Linked DNA regions of Oryctolagus cuniculus: region 2 is linked to region 1. A link is a contact called in public Hi-C data. All regions are on one chromosome and are shown on one strand. Each heading gives the region's core, a stretch centred on a gene start, on an enhancer-like site or on the middle of the called end of the contact. The rest is flanking DNA. Distances are from core to core; before and after follow the strand shown.

The links. A called contact is a pair of places that touch in the nucleus more often than the background predicts.
Region 2: a contact with region 1 is called in a Hi-C map of an unstated tissue, with 1.8 times the contacts expected there. The contact joins the enhancer-like site here to the promoter of SGCE in region 1. A contact is called at or near these places in 2 of 6 Hi-C or Micro-C datasets (psoas muscle and an unstated tissue).

Annotation. Positions count from the first base shown.
Region 1 is chr16:41,294,753-41,297,812 of mOryCun1.1, forward strand. It overlaps SGCE (sarcoglycan epsilon), which reads left to right and starts at 1,502. Exons shown (of 10, transcript XM_070059430.1): 1 at 1,502-1,765. The coding sequence starts at 1,657. It overlaps PEG10 (paternally expressed 10), which reads right to left and starts at 1,482. Exons shown (of 2, transcript NM_001302484.2): 1 at 1,196-1,482. The coding sequence starts at 1,200.
Region 2 is chr16:41,500,009-41,503,068 of mOryCun1.1, forward strand. No RefSeq gene overlaps it. Among named protein-coding and RNA genes, the nearest start is that of COL1A2, 42 kb to the right of the region's middle. Within about 2 kb of position 1,608, at least 1 of the 8 cell types and tissues checked has an H3K27ac peak or open chromatin away from gene starts, as enhancers often do.

The sequences.
Region 1 (3,060 bases), core at 252-2,751:
AGGCGTGGCCGGGGCCAGGGGCGGGGCACGAGGAGGCAGGGTCTGGGCCAGCCCCCCCAGGGGGCGGGCCAGGGCGGCCGGGAAGGCGGGCTCTGAGGACTTGGCGCTGAGGAGGCGGGGCCAGCAAGGCGCGCTCCGGGGAGGCGCGCTCCGGGGAGGCGCGTCCGGGGAGGCGCCGGTGAGGGAGGCGCGAAGCGCGACCTGACTGCTGCAGAGCCTGCACACTCGGATGGGCGGGGCAGCCCGAGCCCGGGCGCCGCGCCCTCCCCAGGAGCCCCCTCCCCAAACCCCTCCCTGCAAGTTCAATTCACGAAGCAAGAGCTGTGGTCACCCCCGATCCCCCACGAGCGACAGTTTCCACAAACTGTTGCTGGCCGCCAATTCGCGCCGCCGCGCCAAGTCCGCCACCACTCACGTTAGACACGCGCAAGCAGGCAGCCCGCTCTGCCTCCCCCAGAGTCCGCGCCCCGCCACTCCACGCGCGGCACGGGCACCCCGCTGCACGCCGACCTCGGGCTGGGGCTCCATTTTGTCTGGAGATCAGTATCGAGGGGAGAACCACCTCGCGGAAAGACACGGCGGGAGCCGCTCCACGAGGGGCAGCGCTGGGCTCTCCGGCCGAGGGGCCGCGGCTCGCGCTGCCCCCGGGGTGGGCACCGCGGCAGCTCCCGCGCCCTTGCGGCAGCGGCCCCTGCAGGGGCGGCCGGCTCGGCGCCAACGTTCCGCAGCTCATGTACCTCTGCGGGCGGGCGGTCGGCGCGCTGCGGCGCTAACAGCATCGCTCCCGCAAGCCTGCGCTCCGCGGGCGCGATGTCCAGGCGCAAAAACCTGTGTGCAGGCTGCACGCAGCCCGCGCAGCGCTGCGGTTCACACCCGCGGCGCGGCCACGCACGCGGCATCAACACCCAGCGCGCGGCTACCACGGAGTTTGCACATAACTCGGTGGTGGCGCCTTCGAGGACCTCGCTCGCGTCCGTCCACGCAGCTCGCGTCCGTCCACGCAGCTCGCGTCCGTCCGTCTGTGGACTCGCGTGCCGACACCGAATGCCGTGAAGGCGGGACACGGAGCGCGGGGAGACGTCCGCGGGGCGCTACTCCGTCTCCCGCAGGCTGCCCTGGAGAGAGACGAGGACGGGGGGCGTCGGAAGGGACGCGGGGTGGGGACGAAGGTGAGCTTAAAAGAAGACGTCCTCACCGCATACTCACCACGCGTGGTCTCCTCAGCGCGGGCTCCACGGGCGCTCAGCAGCCCAAGGGGGCTCGGGCCGCGAGCGCACTCGTCGGAGGGGTCTCGAGGCGCAGGGTCCGGCTCCGCGGTGCTCCTGGGTCGGGGGTCTCGGCAAGGTCTGTTGGACACACACCAACCGAAGTTGAAGCGCGTGTACCCGGAGCGCCGAGTGCGCGCCTTATATTGGCTGAGGCGAGGAGGGGGCGCCCAATCCCGGCGTGCTCCGCGGGCGGGGGGAGGGCGGCGGGCTGCGGGGGCGGTGGGGGGAGGGGCGGGGGCGCCGTCCCGCTTCGGGGGCCCGCCGCTAGGGGGAGTGCGGGATCGAGGAGGGGGGTGCGGGATGCTGATGCTGAACTGGCCACGCTGGGAGGAAAGAAGAAAGGGAGGGGAGGGAGACTCGAGGACGGCCGGCCTCAGCCAGGCCAAGAATGCCATTTCCCCGGTGCTGGGCGCTGGGAGACCCCAGGGCGTGGACGGCGCGGGGTCGCGGGGCGCGCAGGATGAGCCCCACGACCGCTGGCACGTTCTTGCTTACAGGTTAGTGGCCTGCGCGCGGTAGGGAGGTCCCGGGGCCCCGCAGGCCGCCGCCTCCCCCGCCCCCGCCCGGGCTGCGGGTGCTGGGCGCGGCCTGGGAGCGCCAGCCCCCCTCGTGCGGGCCGAGGCGCCCCTCTCGCGGGGGGCCCAGGGCGTCCCCCCCAAAGGCCCGACCCCTGGCCTTCTCGTCCCCGCGCGCCCCTCCCTGGGCCGGCGGGCGCCGGCTCCCTGGCCCGGGCCTGGCGCCCCTCCCCCGCACGCGCTGGGCCTCCCCGACGCCCACAGCCCGGAGCCGGGGGTCGCTGCCCCCCGTTCCTGGGGCGGGGGCCGCTCCCCCGCAGCCGGGGCTTTGCGGGCCGAAGGAAACGGGCGTGGACCTGCATCGGCCTTGCACACGCACATCTTCCCCAACCCCCATCTCCTTTTTTTTTTTTTTTTTTTTTTTAAATCTGACCGACAGAGAGAGAAAGAGCGAGAGCGCCCTAAAATTAGGGACATTACAACCACCGAATTCACCCCTTGGTGCCCAGCGCGGTTCTCGGGCAGGGACGCGGGTCACGCAGCGCCGGCAGCCGCCGAGGGCGCCGAGGTCAGGGCTCAGCCAGGCCGGGGCCAGGGGCGCCGCGCGCACGATTTTTTGAGAAAGCGGAGACGATTCAGCACAGCTGTGGATGCTTGCGGGGCGCTCGGCTGGCCGCGGGGCGCCCGGCCCCGGCCTGTCGGAGGCGCCTGCGAGGCAGCCGCGCTAATCTCGCTCTCCCCGCTACGTCGTCGCCTTTTCGCGAATCGCGTGGGGCGGATGCGTGCGTTTAGGTGCGGGAGCCCCGAAGCCTGGCAGCCCCGAGTGTCTGCGTGCGTGGATGCGCGGAAACGCCTGGGTGTTGCACGTTAGCGAGGAGCAGGAGGGTTCAAGCCTCCGCGCGCGGTCGCATCCACGCACCGCACGGCGCCGCGCGCGGGGAGAACCGCACGGTGACGGTCGTCCCAGGGAAAGGAGTAGGGGTGCGGGGCAACCCGCAGGGTCTGCAGCGGAGCCCGCTTGGCTTCGGAGACGAGGGCCGAGCCGAGCGTGCGGCTCCCCGCGGGCTGCTCCGCGAGGCGGGCCCGGCGCCGCGGACCCCAGCCCCTTGGTGGAGATTCCGCGCGAGGCGCGGCCCGCCGGCGTGGGAGCGAGGGCGCCCACGGCGGAAAACCGTGCTTTTACGAGGTGCCCTCGGATGCAGCCTCCGAGGCACCTGACCTGGTTCTCTAAGCTGGACTCGCTCCAGGATTTCTCAGGTTCCTAAGGCGACTGCTCC
Region 2 (3,060 bases), core at 358-2,857, 210 kb after region 1:
TTATCTGGGGAAGGTTCTTTTTTTAAAAAAAAAAAAATCTTTTGAGGCCGGCGCCGCGGCTCACTAGGCTAATCATCCGCCTTGCGGCACCGGCACACCAGGTTCTAGTCCTGGTCCGGGCGCCGGATTCTGTCCCAGTTGCCCCTCTTCCAGGCCAGCTCTCTGCTGTGGCCAGGGAGTGCAGTGGAGGATGACCCAAGTGCTTGGGCTCTGCACCCCATGGGAGACCAGGAAAAGCACCTGGCTCCTGCCATCGGATCAGCATGGTGCACCAGCCGCGGTGGCCATTGGAGGGTGAACCAACGGCAGAGGAAGACCTTTCTCCTCTCTGTCTCTCTCTCTCACTGTCCACTCTGCCTGTCCAAAAAAAAAAAAAAAAAAAAAAAAAAAAGAAGCAAAGCAAAAACAATCTTTTGATTAGGAACAAATCTTATGATGAATAAAGTAGAGGATGGAAACTTTAATAGTTACATTTGATAAAGTTTTAGAAATTATTTCAGACTTCTGCATTATAAGGGAAATTAGATCTATAATCAGCAATAGAAAAATGATGTTGGAAATAACTATAATCAAAGCTGCTTCTGAATTTCTTTGAAGTGGTTCCACTTATATTATTACTCATATAGACATTCGGAGCTCTGGCAATAATAGGTGATTCAATGATGTGTAAAGCCCTTGAGTAAACTCATACAGGCCAAGAAATTTCCCTAAGGACATGAATTTAACAATTATGATCATTGCTTGTGCAGACAACTCTTGAGTAAGGATGTGCATTGTCAGAGATAAAATTTTAGAAAAAAGATTGTAAAAATTAAGTGTCAGGAGTTTGGCAGATTCAACATGTGTGAGTTATATAGTCCATTTGTGTTGGAGAACTGGCTTCCACGCAAGCAAAGGGGGCTCAGAAACTTCTCTCCCTAAAGTTGGATGCCTCTAATGGCATGGGACAGCAGTCGGCCAACTGCAAATTTGTCCTTTTTGTCAGCAAGTTTACTTTTTATTTTTTACTGGAAGGTGGATTTTTGCAAGAAAAATCGAAGTGATTTTCATAGTTCTAGTGGAGATCAATGCCTTTTTATGGGATTGGAGTGGAGGGCTCTCCCACATGCTGAGGGTTTGAAAGTCTGCAGGAATCTGTCAGGTGTAAGGGGATTTCCTGGTGAGGAAGCTACAGGCTGGTAGCACGGACTGACGGCCGTGGTCCTAGGAGACGCCGCTGTGCGTTCCCATCTCCTGTCCTCACAGTCCAGTGGGAGGTGGCATCCTTACCCCCTTTTCAAAGACTACGGGGCAGATGGGTTCAGATCCAGAGAGCTCCACTTGCTCAGCCTCCCTTTCTTCCGTCCTAGCCTCTCGTCTGTCTGTTCCGAATAACTTCTGCTTAAACCCTCCATGTTCATCACTGTACCTTGGGGCAGCCTTTGTAGCCTTAAACTGCTCTCCACGCCCCAAAGGCCACTCTCTGCTGGAGCTTGGGTGCGCCTCTTTGTAACTTCTGTTTTATTAGTTCCATGGAAGAGAGATATTCAAGCTAGATCAGAGAGGGCAAGGAAGAGGGAGAGCCGAAGGCGGCTGTATGACTGGGAGACGGGAAGCGGAGAAAGCGAATTTCCCTTCTCTGACGTGCCTTGGGCAGGGTGAGAGGTCTGGGGTGTTCTGTTATCCAGCCAGCAGGGGGAGCAGTGGACTTGAAGTGACATTCCACGGGGCGAGAAAGGCCATCCGTTAGGCACAGTGGTTTAGAAGGCTGTTCTCATCTTATCCGGCATCAATAGGTTCCGTTTTAGAAAGATTATTTTTGTTGTGTTCCCACATCCTGGTTAGGGTTAAATAAGCCACTGGGCACCAAGAACAATAGTGCACTACAGGAAAAAAAAGTTATGTGTGTCAGTAAAAATGTATGGTGATGAATTTCTTCAAATACATGGTGAATTGCAGTTTCAAGGTTACCTTTCTAGATTCCAGCAGGATTTTAAATTCTAGCCAGCCAAAATACCTTGAGTTCAGAATAATAGGCTTTATTGGAAGCAGTCAGCTGAGGGGTGAGGCTTGGAAGATCACTGGAAGACAGTTATTGTCTCTAGGACCTAGTGTGGTGCCAGGGATTGCAATTCACTTCAAGTTAAATTACATACGTCTTTAAGAAACATTAATTAACAGATGCATATTTTACCTAGAAGAGATAGCTTATTCATCGACCTCCCTGGTTGAGTTTGTCTGTTGTTCTTTAAGTTTCTATGGTCAGGTGCATCTTTTTAAAAAAATTTTATTTAATTTTTTTTTTATTTGACAGAGTTAGCGAGAGAGAGAGAGAGAGAGACAGAGAGACAGAGAGAAAGGTCTTCCTTCCGTTGGTTCACCCCCCAAATGGCTGCTACAGCCGGCGCTGCACCGATCCGAAGCCAGGAGCCAGGTGCTTCCTCCTGGTCTTTCATGAGGGTGCAGGGCCCAAGCACTTGGGCCATCCTCCACTGCCTTCCAGGGCCACAGCAGAGAGCTGGACTGGAAGAGGAGCATCCTGGACTAGAACCTGGCACCCCATATGGGATGCCGGCACCGAAGGCGGAGGGTTAACCAAGTGAGCCAGGGTGCCGGCAGGTACATCTTTTTTAAAAAAGATTATTTATTCGAGAGGTAGAATTACAGAGAGAGGCAGAGAGAGAGAGAGAGAGAGAGAGAGAGAGGAGAGAGAGTCTTCCATCCGCTGGTTCACTCGCTAAATGGCCGCAACAGCTGGAGCTGGGGCAATCCAAAGCCGGGAACTTCTTCCGGGTCTCCCATGCGGGTGCAGGCCTTTCCCAGGCCATAATGGTGATCTGGATTAGAAGAGGAGAAGCCGGATATGAACCGGTGCCCATGTAGGATACCGGTGCCACAGGTGGAGGCTTAGCCCACTGCGCCACAGCGCTGACCCTGTGAGGTGCGTGTTTGATGTTTCAAGGAATAAGACTAGATCATAAGGTATCTATACGAAGCCTCGTGGAGGCCTGGGGCAGGGTGGTGATAACAGGAAAGTGGAAGAATGAACGACAAATATCTATTTTAATTCTGGCTGGTGCA